Regions from separate parts of the Hordeum vulgare genome. Here region 1 is linked to region 2. A link is a contact called in public Hi-C data. All regions are on one chromosome and are shown on one strand. Each heading gives the region's core, a stretch centred on a gene start, on an enhancer-like site or on the middle of the called end of the contact. The rest is flanking DNA. Distances are from core to core; before and after follow the strand shown.

The links. A called contact is a pair of places that touch in the nucleus more often than the background predicts.
Region 1: a contact with region 2 is called in a Hi-C map of leaf, with 4 times the contacts expected there. The contact joins two enhancer-like sites. A contact is called at or near these places in 2 of 6 Hi-C or Micro-C datasets (leaf and seedling).

Annotation. Positions count from the first base shown.
Region 1 is chr1H:432,431,045-432,438,734 of MorexV3_pseudomolecules_assembly, forward strand. No RefSeq gene overlaps it. Among protein-coding and RNA genes, the nearest start is that of LOC123412921, 38 kb to the right of the region's middle. Within about 2 kb of position 2,202, at least 3 of the 3 cell types and tissues checked have open chromatin away from gene starts, as enhancers often do. A contact at or near this core is called in leaf and seedling, where this site is marked.
Region 2 is chr1H:432,068,138-432,075,333 of MorexV3_pseudomolecules_assembly, forward strand. No RefSeq gene overlaps it. Among protein-coding and RNA genes, the nearest start is that of LOC123442913, 72 kb to the left of the region's middle. Within about 2 kb of position 2,539, at least 3 of the 3 cell types and tissues checked have open chromatin away from gene starts, as enhancers often do. A contact at or near this core is called in leaf and seedling, where this site is marked.

The sequences.
Region 1 (7,690 bases), core at 952-3,451, 360 kb after region 2:
TCTAGCTAGGGGCCGATAGTGTCGACCACGGCGTGCATCCGTCCTCCATGCTGGGCCAACCCATTTGTCTTTTTTTGTCTGTTTAATTTTTCCTTTTTTATAAACAATTTTTCTATTACACTGCAAAAAAAGTGCATGGTCCAACCCATTTACCTTTTTTTGTCTGCTCGCTCATGGAGGTTTTCGAATTTATGGACTTTTTTAAATCGACGAACTCATTATCAGTTTTACAAAAGAAAATTCAAAAATCATAAATTTTCTTTTCAAATAGTTGAACTTTTTCTAAATTCGTAAACCTTTTTTCCAAAATTCGTGAGCTCTTTTTTGAAAATCCGGGTTCACAAGGTTTTTTCAAAAGTTCATCGATTTAGAAAAAAAAACATGTATTTAAGAAAAAGAAGGTAAGTAAACAATATAAAGTAAAACAAATGAAAAAGAAATGGAGAGAAAACGAAAGAAAGTAAAGAAAAGAAAGACGAAATAAGAAAACATTTTTTTTTTAAAGGAGCAATTGAACGCAACAAAAGTCATGTCTTGCTGGTTAGTTGTGCCTCCCAACATCAACTGATCTCGTGTTCGAGCCATATGGTGTGCTTACTTTTTTTATTTAAACAAAAAAGCTAAAGCGACTGGTCCATCAGGGGTCAAGGTTGCGCCCTTTGCGATTTTTTGTAACGAAATTCTTTTTAAGCGGTCCGGTCCATCAAGGAGCAGGGGTGCACTCTTTGTGAATTTTTTAAACAAGAAAAAAACTTAAGCAGGCCGGTGCAGCGAGGAGCAGGTGTGTGCCCTTGCGAAATGCCACCAATCCAAGCTATCCCGACTATCTCTGTTTGGAACGTGATCCGAAGATTTGATTTAGACCAAAATTGCATAGTTTAGGATGCAATCGATCGTTATTTTGATTTGAGGGTTCGCTTCGACAAACCTCTACGAGTTCAGGGTTTAAAATGAACTTTTCCCGTGAGTGAGTGATTGTATGATCGTCACTGGCTATGTGTGTGCATGCAAGATTAGCCGAACTTCATGTGCCACATGCATTTCCTTTTGTTTCCTATCTTTTGTGAGCAACCTAAAACCAGAATCATAACTTTGTTGCTGTTGTTGTTAAAGATTCCTATTAGGGTTGCCTACAGCGTGGCTGTTTTAGACCGACAGAATGTGTTTGTGATTTTCTTTCCTATGGTGTCTTAATCAATTTTTCACTATTTTGCCTCAGTTTTCACATGTTTTTTGTTTTTTCTTCTTTCCCATTTTCAATGGTTTTTCTTTGTTCTTTCTTTGGTTTACACCGGGCTTTTTTCAATTTTCCTTTTCAAGAAAAAGCACATGTCACTTTTATCCTTGCACATTTTACATTTTTGGTATACACAAGAAAATATTTTCTGTACAATTTTTAACATTTCACAAATACGAGGTCAACATTTTTTAATTTACATTTGATGCCAAAAATAATATGCGCATTGTACTTTCTGCATATAAACCTGAAACATTTTTTAACTGACGTTAGCTTTCTCAAATATATGAGTTTTTTTCAAATATGTATTTTTGTTATATAGTTTTCTTCATACACATTGCACAATTTTTTAATAAATATAAAACATTTATTATATCAACTAAAAATTAAAATAAATCACTATCATGTTTTTGAAATATATGGTTTGAAAAAAGTGAATACGTGTTAAACATTTTTCAAATCCATGTTGAAGCATGTTTTTGTATGAAATGATTTTTAATACTATGCAACCTGCTTATAAATCGAATTAAAAATAACGTTCAAAACATTTTATTTGAAACACGTGAACATTTTTCTGGATTTAATGTACATATTGTTTGAATTACATGGATTTACTTTACATTATATAAGTTTTAGAAAAATGCACATACATTTCTCAAACAAGTGAACATTTTTTCAGTGTCACATACATTTTGTTTTAATTGTATAACTTTTTTTCAAAAGCTGAGCCAATATGTTTTCCACTAAATTTACATTTTCTTAGTAAGTGATGAACACATAAAAATTAATATATATTTTTATATTATATGTATAAGTATTTTAAAAGAGAAATAAAACAAAATAGAATGCATTACAACAGCATGACGAGCCCGACGAGGTAGGCTGGCCGACTACTGGCTTGCATTAGGCGACACTCCAATACGTACCACTACAAGCCATTCAAAAACGCGCCGGGAAGACCGGGCGCTCCTATATCTCCCTTGAGCGAGTCCAGCTTCTGACTTGCTGAAGGGGCGAGCAGGATGGCCCAACCAACCCGCGCAATAAGCCGAAACCTCTTCTTTCACTTTTGTTTCCTGTTTCCTACTTTTGGTTTTTGCTTTATTTTTACACTTTCCTATATTGTTTTAAAAACTCATAATATTAAATACAAAAACACACTATAAAACACATTTGAAAATGTTGAACAAGTATTTGAAAAATGATGAACAAGTTCAAAAGTGTTGAAAAAGCATTCGGATATTGTTAAACCTGTATGGAAAAAATGTTGATCATGTGTTAAGGAAATTTAAAAGTAATTTAAATAATTTATATAAAAAAATTTCAAGAATTGTTTAAAAATGTTGAAAAAATATTTGAAAATATTAATTAGCCATTTGGGAAATGTTGAAATTAGTATAAAAAGTTGACCATATATTAGAGAAAGTTTAATCTTCTTGTTTAAAACTGTTAAGCAAGCACTAAAAATGTATATAAAAAAGGTTAACCATTTATCAAAAAAATGTTAATCTTGTCTATGAAAAGTTATAATCAAGCATTTCAAAATGTTAAAAATGTGTATAGATAAAATTTTGATCATATATCAAGAGATTGTTAAATTTGTACTAAATATATTTTAAAAGTGTATAAGAAAATGTGGTTGACATATAAAAAACGAAAAACAAAACATGGAAAACCAAAAATATAAAGAATATAAATTATATAAAATTAAACCAGGAAATAATAAGATGGAACATAAAATTAAAGAAAATAATGAAAAAGAATTTAGAAATCAGAGAAGAAAATGGAAACAAAACAAAAGAAGGAAGCATAAAAACTTGAGAAATCCGTCGCTAGTTACCCCAAGAAGAACGCCCCCCCCCCCCATTACTAAGAAACAAACATCATGTGGATGCCTTGGCTAGAAGCGTCGGTCTTCCTCTCTCTTTATTCTTTTGGAGAGACATAGCTATCACGCAGAAAACCAGGGAGATAAATACACTCATGGTCACTGTATTTGGGACGAAAGCACGATACGGTCACTGAACATTGGAATACGCTCGTTACGGTCACTGTATACGATGGGACGTGAATGTACGGTCACTGTAGCACGTATGCGGTGCGTACAGGCCTAGTTGACCACGTGCTGACCGATCGTTGGGGACAGGTGGCGATCCGCGGCGCCGCGGCAGTGGAAATATGCGAATAGCCCCTCAGGCATCACCTAATCCCCAATCATCCCTCCTCCTCCTCCTCCAATCACGTCCCCTGTTCGTCTTCGCCCAGAGAAAGGGGAGTCGCCGCCCCAGCGATCGTCGACGGTATAGTCGTGGCGAGGGGCTGATTTCGTGCGTCGTCGACGAGGCACCGCCGCAGCACTCCTTCTTCCCGTTGGACCCGACGTCGATGGCCCCTGTTCGTCGTCCACAAGGGGCACCTCCCCTCGTGTACAGTAAGTCCTATTTCCTCAAGAATATGAGCGTTTTGATGTTCAAAAACCAACCTTTTAGGGCCGCATTGCCTTTGTAGATGTGTTGTTGTTGTTAGTCAGGCCCGATTGTTCTAGGGTTTTGGTATGGGATTTGGGGGTAGGAGAATTGGGGCTTAGGGTTTTATCTCTTTTAATAAAATGTATATACAGCCGATTCTGATCTTGCTGTCTATGTGTTGGTGCATCGGGTCGTAGAAGCAGAAATTTCTCGGTTGAAATTAATCATGGTGGATTTTTTGTTGGGCATGGGAGGAACCGTGCTTATGTGAATGGTCGAGCCATCTGGTATGATAATGTGGAGAAGGTAACCTGGTCACCAATTCTCATTGAAAGCCTAGTTGAGGAAATAGGTTATGAGATGACAGGGAGGCTCAAAGTATTCTACTGTGTGCCCATCCTTACACCCAGTACAAATGGTCTAAGAGAACTTAGTGATGAGGAGCAGACAGACAGAATGATGGTGTTTGTTGATATTGGGCACCATTTCTTCAGTATATATCTAGATCATGATGACAGCTTGCAGGCAAATTCAAATGAAGATGATGTTGTGCACTATCCAAGAGCACATTTGCCTCCAGTTATCAGCCCTGCAAAGAGGATTCCCAGCAGTAGTGTTCAGTCTGAAACAGAGGAAGCAGAGGCACGGGCAGAAACAGAGCAAGCAGAGGCAGGGGCAGAAACAGAGCAAGCACATGCAGAGCCAGAGACAGGGGCACTAATTCCTCTGCAGGTTGTATTCCCTGAGCAAGAAACAGAGCAAGCAGATGCAAATACTGAAATGCAAGCAGAGGATGTTGGAGGCAGCACATCTATGAGGAGGAGTGCTAGGCAGAGAAAATGCACTTGTGCAATGGAAGAAGAGGATGCAGGTACTGACACAGATGATGAGGATTATGACCCTGGTCTACTTGTGGACAGTGACAATGAAATAGGCAATGATGATGATGACTTGTATGCAGATAATGTAGATGAGGATGAACCAGAACACAGGCAGGAAAACAAAAGTAATGAGAGAGCAAAGCATAAAGGGGATCAAGTGCAACCTAAAGCTCAAGACAAAGGCAAACAGAAGTATGATTCAGATGAAGACTTGTGTGAAGGTGAAGATTTGTGGGCACCCGATTCAGATGATGAAGAGTTGCATTTGAAGTTCAGGACTTTCAGACCTGCGCAGCGGATCAGCGGCAGCGCCAACGCCCGGCGGCGGACAGCAGAGGAGGACGAGCTCGTGAGAGACATGACCGCCAGAGCTTGCGGGGGACAGCGCCAGAGCGACGGTGGTGGCTGAGCAGAGCGACGGAGGCGGAGTAGAGCGACAGAGGGTTAGGGATTTGAGGGGGACGCCGCGGGTTAGGGATTTGAGGGATTGGGGATTTTGGTTCTTTTACAAAAAAACCCCCTTCATGAATCGTTGACCGAATGAGAGACCACTACGTGGCGGTCAACAATAGGTCAAACTAGGCCTGTACGCACCGCATACGTGCTACAGTGACCGTATATTCACGTCCCATCGTATTCAATGACCGTAACGAGCGTATTCCAATGTTCACTGATCGTATCGTGCTTTCGTCCCAAATAGAGTAACCATGAGTGTATTTATCTCAAAACCAGGGGCGTATCTTTGTCTCGCCCGCAGCAATAGGAAAGAGAAAATTCTATTCACCGCTATCTGCGCCGAATTGCCCAGACTTCGCACAAGGGGATGGATGTAAGCGAAGCTCATGGACCTGCCCACTTCCGGCGGGTTTGCTGATTTTGGAAACCTTCTAAAGGTTTCAGTCGTGTTTTTTTTGGGAAATTCTAGAAGTTGTTTTCTGAATTAATTTCTGTTTATTTTTTTATTTTTACCTTTTGTTCCAAAAAATGTTCTAGATTTCCAAAAAATATATTGGATTTTCACAAAATGTTATTCAAATTCAAAAAAAACATTTTTATAAAAATGATTTAAATTTTAAATAGTTGTCGTTTTTCAAAAACATTCATAAATTTCAAAATTTTCCAAGATTTTTCAGAAAATGTTCGATTTTTTAAGAAAAAGATCTTTATCTTAAGAAAATGATTGGTATTTTGAAAAAATATATGAATTTTCTTTTTAAGTTTCAAAATTAAGTTCGTGTGCAAAATAATCCTAAATTTTCAAAAACGTTCTTGCTTTGAATATATTATTCAAAATTTTAAAACTTATTGTTTTTTAAACTTTGTTCATAAATTCAAAATGATATTCTAGATTTTAAAATGTTCTTGATTTTGTATAATTGATATTTAATATAGCAAATTGCATTTGCCTTTTTATAAAATGATCTAAACTTCAAATAGTTTCTGTGTTTCAAAAAGAAATATAACTCCAATTTTTTTTCGGTATTTTAGGAAATATGTGCAGTATTTTCAAAAAATATTCGGTATTTTCAAGCAAAATAGAAATATATTTTTTTGTTAAATGTTAAAACTAATTTCGTGTTTGAAAATTGTTCTTAAATTTCAAAAGGTGTTTTTTCTTTTCCAAAAATTTCGAAAAATGTTACAAAATTAAAAAAAAATCGTTTTTCAAACATTGTTCATAAATTTGAAAAATATTTGATTTTCACAATTTTTCCTTCAAATTCTATAAAACTTTTTTGCTTCAAATTCGACAAGAAAAGGAAAAGGGGAAAAACGAATTAGAAATTTGTTCTTCAAATTCTAAATATTTTTTTGCTCTAAATTAGAAAATATAAAAATAAAAGAATAAGCAAAAAAGAAAAAAACATGAATAAAAAAGATATCTGGGAAGGCCCAGTTGGGCGCCCCTGTGCGGTAGGATGCGGCAGGTAGGAGCTCCAATAGGGAAGTACCGCTCACCCCTGGCCCTAAAAATGGACAGAACCAGCGCGGGAGGACCACTGGCTAACTAGTGCAGGTCATGTTCTACTGTTTTTTGTATTATATATTATATTTACATTTGTGAAATATAAATGTTCTACTTAAATATTTATAAATGGTCATCATATGTTTAAAAAAATCATGCAGTGTAAATAAAATGGCCAGCTAACTTTTAGATTATATAGATAGCATTCAAGAAAAATGTTCGGGACATTTATTTATTTCACCTGTTTTAAAAATATGTTCATGATTTGTAATTTGTAAAATTATACAAACTGTTGGTGTAACTTAAGGACTATTCTGTACGTTTCAAAAAATGTGTGTGATATCTAACACAATATTCATGCATTCCAAAAATATGATCGTAACATTTCAAAAATATTCACACTTTTCTCTTAATTTAGGAAAATAATAATATACCATTCGGAAAAATGTTTATTAGATCTAAAAATGTATGAATCTCTGAAATCTATTCGTTACTATTTTACTAAATGTTAATAAAATGCCATAATTATTCAAATTATTTTAGAAAATATTGTACCTTAAAACATTAATGTGTATTTGAATATCTTTACCATTTATCAAAAATTAAAATCAAACATGTATTTAAAAAAATCATCATTTATTTGAAAAATCTCAGTGTATATCTATAAAAAATGTATGACGTGTATTTATCTTTTACATGTATTTGAAAAAGGGAAATAGAAAAAAGAAAAAGGAGTCTATGAAAACTGATGAAAAGATATAGAAACATAAGAGGAAGAAAACACGCGGAAGGTTCTAAAACTATTTTGAACCGGTTCATAGAACCTTTCCAAAACCGTGCTTGGATCTAATAAACACGACATAAAGGAGTTCACAATAAACACGTCATAAAGGAGTTCACAAGACACATGAAGTGAGCAACTAGCCCAATAAGATGGTGGGAGTGTGCAAGTCCAACCACGCGAGATATCCAAAAATGCATAGGAAAGAGTAATCGGGTTTAGTTCCAAAGGAACGTTCTAGTGAAGTTTGATTGTCGATGACACGACTAGAAACACGATTAATAAGGTAGATCGTCGTGAGATGGACCTCATCTCAGAATTTGAGAGGCATAGAAGCATGGGCCAAAAGAGATATAC
Region 2 (7,196 bases), core at 1,289-3,788:
GACTAGGCCGACCTAGGCTTTGTTTTTGCCTAAAAAACAGATAATTTTTTTTCTGTTTCTTTTTTCCTTTTCTGCTCATTTCCTTTTTCTTTTTCCTTTTTGAAAATCAACACGAACAAACATAGAATTTCTCAATCATTTTTTGAAAACATGAACGTTTTTATACACAAATTTGAAAACACGAACAATTTTCTAAAGCACGAAACATTTTTTGAATATTGGGAATAAAATTTTAAAACAAAGAATAATATTAAAAAATCTTGAAGAAATTTGGGACTGGGAACAAATTTTTAAACCACGAATATTTTTTGAATCTTAAGAACAAAATTTTGAAACGGAGAACAATTTTTAAAACACCGAATTTCTTTGGAAGCATGAATATTTTTTTAATCTTGAGAACAACTTTTTAAAAATCCTAAAAAAAAATTATAAACATGATTTTTTTTTGAAAATGTGAACCTTTTTCGAATTTTGAGAACTAATTTCGAGAAATAAGAACATTTATTGAAAAACATTTTAGAAAATCCAGAACAATTTCTTAAAATCCAGTGCATTTTTTGAAAATCTAGAACATTTTTCAAAAAAATCAAAAAAATCGAATTCCAAGAACAATTGTTGAAAATCTTGAACATTTTTCGAAAATCCAGAACATTTGTTTGAATCTTGAGAAATTTTTTTGAAAATGAGATTTTTTTTGAAAATCCTGAACAAATTTATAAACATGAACAATTTTTTAAAATACGATATTTTTTTAATTTCGAAAACAAATTTCTAAAACAAGAACATTTATTGAAAAACATTTTTAAAAATACAGAACATTTGTCTAAAAAGCAATTATTTTCTCGAATTTAAAGGACAATTGCTGAAAATCCCGGACATTTTTTTGAAAATCCAGAACATTTTTTGAATCTCGTGTTTTTTTTGGAAAATGAGAAATTTTTGAAAAATTCTGAACATAAACATGAATCTTTTTTAAAGATACAAACATTTTTTGAATTTTTAGAACAAATTTCGAAAAATAAGAACATTTAGTAGAAAACATTTTGAAAAACACAGATTTTTTTGAATGTACGGAACATTTTTTGAAACTCTAGAACATTTTGGTGAAAATCCAGAACCTTTTTTGTAAAAAGAAAAAAACATTTCCGAATTTGACCAACAATTCATGAAATTCCAAACATTTTTAAAAATCCAGAACAATTTTTGGAAAAAAGAAGAAACATTACATTTTTCTATTGTGTAAAAGTATTTATCGAATTTGAAGACCAGTTTTTGTAAATCCCAAGTATTTTTTGAATATCCAGAGCATTTTTGAAATATAAACAGAAAAAAGAGAAACAGAACAGTATAAAGAAAATAGAAATAAAAAAATAGAAAACCGGTTTAGGGAACCTTCTAAAAGGTTCTGAAAACCAGAAAAAACCGACAAGGAAAGTCTAGCTACTGCGTCGACGGTTTACGCAACCCTGTGCGAAGCATGGACAATTGGATGTAGTGAGCGGCATATAGAATTTTCCCAAATTCACGACCACGTACTCATGTACGTGCGCTGCTGGCCAACAAAACCGATGATTGCTAGTGATTATTATGATATGAAAAATATTTGAGAAGACATTGCACCATTGAGATTCAAATGCGCTTTTTTAAAATTGTCAAAAAAATTCTTGAAATTGTAAACAATTTTGAAATAGAATTTTAAAACCAGGAAGAATTTTTAATTCTATTTTTGGGTGCCAACATTTTTTTGAAAACATAAACAATCTCGAAATTTTTGGAAAGCTTTTAGAATTATTGAATATTTTTTATAAAATTGAACAAAAATCAAAAGTCCAAACAATTTTTGAAAACATGAACAAAATTTGAAACTCTATTTTCTAAAACATGAACACTATTGTAATTACAAACAGTTTCGTGAAATGGAAAGCTATATTTGAAAACAGGAACTTTTTTGAAACTCGGATCATTTTTACAAAATGTGAAAAGAATTCAAAATTCCAAACATTTTTAGAAAACAAAAACAATTTTAAAAAACGTGATTGTTTTGGAATGTTTTAATTATTTTCATAAAAAGAACAATTTGTGAATATGTTGAATGTTTGTCGAAATTTAAGATTTTTAAAATAAAAAAGAAAAAGAAAACAAAACATAAAAACAAACCAAAATACGAAAAAGAGAGTAACTGATTTCCGAAACCGGCCACGAACCTTCGATAAGTTTTACAAAATCGATGGCTCGCACAATCACATGTGCCGGCCATTATATCAGTCGGGTGTGCGATTGCTTTTCCTATTCGCTGCAGTTCCAGCGAAAGTTTCGTTCCTTTCGTGTTGTTTCTTTGTCGTTATTACAAGGAGGGATTAATCCCCTTAATTACCATGTTAATTAATCTTCACACAAACATCTGAAACTTGAGTTTTTATCTGCGTTTCATCGTGTTTAGAAGAGGAGAGGGAATAACAAGCTTCAGGCCATTATGGTTCGGCACGAAGGAAAGCCAGGTCCTTCCGTCGACGTGGGCTGCGGGCACCACACATATGTGTGCTGCGGGCAGCAGTCGGACACTCGGACTCGGATGGCGATGGCACGGAAGTACACTTGTTCCATCTGTGCTGGGCAGTGCGGCCTACTTTCTCGAAGGCTATCATTGCGTTTCGATTTCATCCAACGGGCTGGGTTTTCCCTGGACAAGTACTGTTAGCTTCTCTGTGATGTTCAGATCAAATGATCAATGATATACGCCGCACCATTGCGGGAAGACGCGTACGAGACAGATTTTTGTGAATTTTGCTGAACTTTTTGTGTGAGATGTTTCAACATGTTTCATCTACTGTATTCATGTAAACCATGTGTTGAAATCGACATTAAACAAGTCTTAGACCCAGCCGCAGTCTTGTAGTTTCACAAAAGATCTGTTGAAATTTGTATTTTGGAATTGTATCTAATATTTTTTTAGTCTTTTGGTTGAAACATATAAGCAAAATTCAAAATTCAGGTAAACCTGCATCTTCCCCGCAAAAAAAAGAAAGAAGGTAAACCTGCACTTTGTTCTTTCTGTAAAAACATGCCCAATTAATTCTGCACTCCATGGAAGCAGGAGAGCGACATTTTGGCTCCATGGTTGACGAGGATACCTCTTTTAGAGTTACATATTCATCATCGTGAGCACGCCGACTCAAGTTTGAGAAAAACAAAGACCAACGATTAGATCTCTCAGATGCCAACTCAACTATCATATACTTTGGTCTCTAAGTTCCAAGTGCTTATGCGAAGATGATGTTGTCTAAGGGTATTTCTAACTGATCTCCAATACAGCCATAAGAAAGTAATTTTTTTGATTTACATCCTTATGACAGACCTTGCTGATCCCCTAAAAACGTTAAAGGAGTATAATTTTTTACTCCAACTCTCTATATCCCCCAAGATTCTCCTAAATATACACCATCATGCGGCAGCTGAGTAAAACTTCCTCTCGCCGCCACCCCCCCGCAGCCGCCACCTATGACCTCCGAGCCGGCCGGAATAGATAGCCCTCCCGCCGCGAGTGCCAAAAAAAGTTTGGGGATGACAAAGAACCACCGGTTCCAAACTCCGCCTCCAACCGCGCCAATGGTGTCCGGTGTGGCCACCACATCTGTGATAACAACACTTCGCCCTCCCGCCGCACCTACAGGAGGCAAACATGCTCGAAAGCCGACGGCGGCGCTCGCCGAGGCGACTGCCAAGAAGAAGATGAAGAAGACAACGACGGTGCCCAGTCCAAAGCCCGTGCCTCGTGTGGCAACTCCGACTGCCCCTACGACAACTGCTCCGGCGCGAGCGACAACCACAACCCACAACAAAAAAAAACGCGACTGCCAAGTGCTTGATGAAATCCCAACAAGGTAAAAATATAACCTCGCGTCCCGTTGGTATTCAATAGTGATTGTTTATAGTACTTGCTTTGACATCGTAGAGCGGAGATGAACACGGCCAAATTCCTCGCATCGTTGGAGTCCTCGGCCACCGTTAGCATCGATGTCTCAACTATAACTCGTTTTGAGATCATTCGGACACCCAAGACATGGAGGAGGCCGAGGAGGAGGTCCAAGAGGTGGTGGACGAAGAGGAGGGGTGGTGGTGACCGAAGCAAGCACCAAGGCCTCAAGGATCCGCACCCAAAACTATAATCAAAAGGAGGACCTTGCGCTCTATGACGCTTGGTGTGCCATCTCCATGGATGCAACGATCGGAACGAATAAAACCAAGACCATGTTTTGGGAGAGGATCACCGACTACTACAACATCTTCGTGGACGTGTGATCAATCCGTACACAAGGTTCGCTTGGGCATCGTTGGAGCACCATCATGATCAATGCAACCGATGGTCCGACTGCATCCGGTTGCAACCAATGGATGGAGGCACAAGAAATTATTGGGAGCTCACTCGTGGACAAATCTTGGCCTATCTTCGGAATGTTGGTGGTAGCTGAGGGGGTGGTGGTGATGGTGGCCGAGGGGGTGGTGACGGTGGACATGGTGGTGGTGGTGGTGGTGGTGATGGTGGTGGTGGTGATGGTGGCCGAGAGGATGGTGATGGTGGCCGAGAGGGTGGTGGTGGTGGTGATGATGGTGGCCGAGAGGATGGTGGTGGTGGTGATGATGGTGGCCGAGAGGATGTCGAGGTTGATTTCTTTGCCGAGGACGTCGTTTGAGTGGCGGTGATCGAGAGGGTGGTGGTGCATGCCAAAGATTGGCTCGATCCACAACATATACACGCTATGTCTCTGGTGATTTTGAATCAAACATTATGTTTGAAGTGATGCCTTTTGGATGAACTTAGTATGTTTAAATTTGAAAAACACTGTGATGAAACTTTATGTTATGACGATTATTGCTACCCGCTTTAATTTGAATGATTTTAAGATATGTATTGTGTAGAGATTGTATTTATACTGATAATGTACAAACCACTCACAAATTTGATTTTACTCTACTAACTATAGTGGATCGTCTAGGTGCGGCCACCATTAGTGGAGCATAATTTTACTCCACCAACTTTACTCCAACTTTTACTCCACTAACTTTTAGGGGATCGGTTAGAAATGTACTAAGTTTGAATATATTTTGTATTGTTCATAAATGAAGTATCTAGGACGGAAAATGGGGAAACAAAGTGGGGAAACAAAATCGGGAAACAAAGTGGGCCGCGCTATTACTACAAGCCCCCCTTCGTGTCCCCCTCGACTGGCTATAGTAGCAGTGCGGCCGCTTAACATGCACCACAACTAACATTTTAGCCGTAGCGCGTGTATGTATCCCCGGCTACTACTATGGTCATCTTATCCACACTCTGCACGCTTGTTCGTGTCTCTAGCACCCTCCTCTCACACCCTCATTTTGTATCCCATCGTCGTCGTCACCCTCGCCCATCGCCGTCACCATTGCTGCCGAGGTATCTCCCTCCTCTCTGCTACCTCCTCCTTCCTCCTGCAACCCTCCTCCTTTCCTCCTCCGACCAGCCTCTTCCCTCCTCCTCTCGCCCTCCTCCCCCTCTTCCTCTCTCCTCCCTCCTCCCGTTGCCATTCTCTCTCCACCCTCCTGCTGTCCTCCTCCCTCCTCCCCCTCCTCTTCATTCCCCACTCCTCCCACCTCCTCTCTCCTAACTAAGTAGGTATATAATTTTTTAGTAAAATATTTAGTAATAGAATAGAATAGAAAATACAAACACTAGTTATAGAATTGTATATAAAAACTAGTAATAGAAACACAATTTTTTTAGTAAAAAATTATCAATCGAATACAAATGTGTTGGACAGAAAAATACCTTTACAGAAAATATAAAAACTAGTAATAGAAATAGGAAATACCTTTAAGTATTTTAGCAATCGAATAGGTTTTTTGAATATAGAAATGTTTCAGGTATCAAAATATGTTGGACACTTTAATTACTTTTACGTCATTATCACTTTGTCATCAAAGAATGCTATATGTTATTATTGGACACGTGTGTATGATTTTGCAACGAACACATCCTAGTACCTATGTTTTACCGGAATGTTGATTCATTTTTGTTTTGGCAAATTTCAGGCGCTCGATATGTCATATTTTAGCATTGGTCATGCCGATTTTTTTTATGGATTTCAGCATGACTTTTACTATAAAGTAGGAAATATCAAGTGACCATGATTTTCCATTACTCCATAATTGCAATGTTAATTGACTTATGATTTGGGTTGACTTTCAGTCTCTCGGAACTCCTCGTGTAACTTTCATTATGTTCTTGATGAAGGAATCCCAACTGTTATCGTGGGGGTCGTATCCCTCTTCTTCTTCTCGTGATATAAACCTTGGTATAATGCGCGAGAAAGGAAAGAGGAAGCGACCAACACCGATGGTCGAAATTTTTGTCGAGAGGAGTGTCCACCACATACACCACCATATTAGTACGAGTCATTGCGTGTGGTATACACTATGAGATATTGGAGTTTTTCGAGGAAGCCTCGACAAACCAAATGTCAACCCATATTGAATAGTTCCTTGTGTAATTGTCATCGATTTTTAATTTTTGAATCATGAACGCAGGAAATGTCTGATGATGATGGGATCCGTGAGTGTGATTTACATAGTGAAGATCAAGGTCTGTGCGAGCAGCCTCACGTGAAAACCGTAGGTTCTTCACCATCAAACTAGACGAGAGCTTTGATGTTTTTATGGCATGCAATGATGACAAGTATTTTTTTTGTAATTAATCATGACTTGTGTTTATTTGCTTCACTTTATAATTTCTGTTTTTTATAATTCGACTAGTGCATCCTCTGCCAAGACGATATGTCTTGGAGAAGCTCAGTTTCCAAGATAGTGAGAATATGGAGACGAGGAGAACTCACCTGAGAACTAAATATGGTTTCGTATTTCAGGTTAAACTATACACTGCAGTTAATCACTCGAAGTTTGGTTGCTCAAATTGGGAAGCTCTAGCCAAGGCATATTGATTTGAGAAGGATATGGAAATAACCTTCGATATTCGTGATAGCGAAGGTAATATCGACATTTGGGTGGATGTCGCTATGCTTCCAGTTTTACCTCTATGTGAGTTTTTCAACCATATTTGTTAAGTAATTTGTAGTGTTTATTTAAAAATAGTAGATGTTCATGCATACCAAACTTGTTTATTTATAATTTACAGCTTATTTCCTTTCTTCAAGTGAAACACGAAA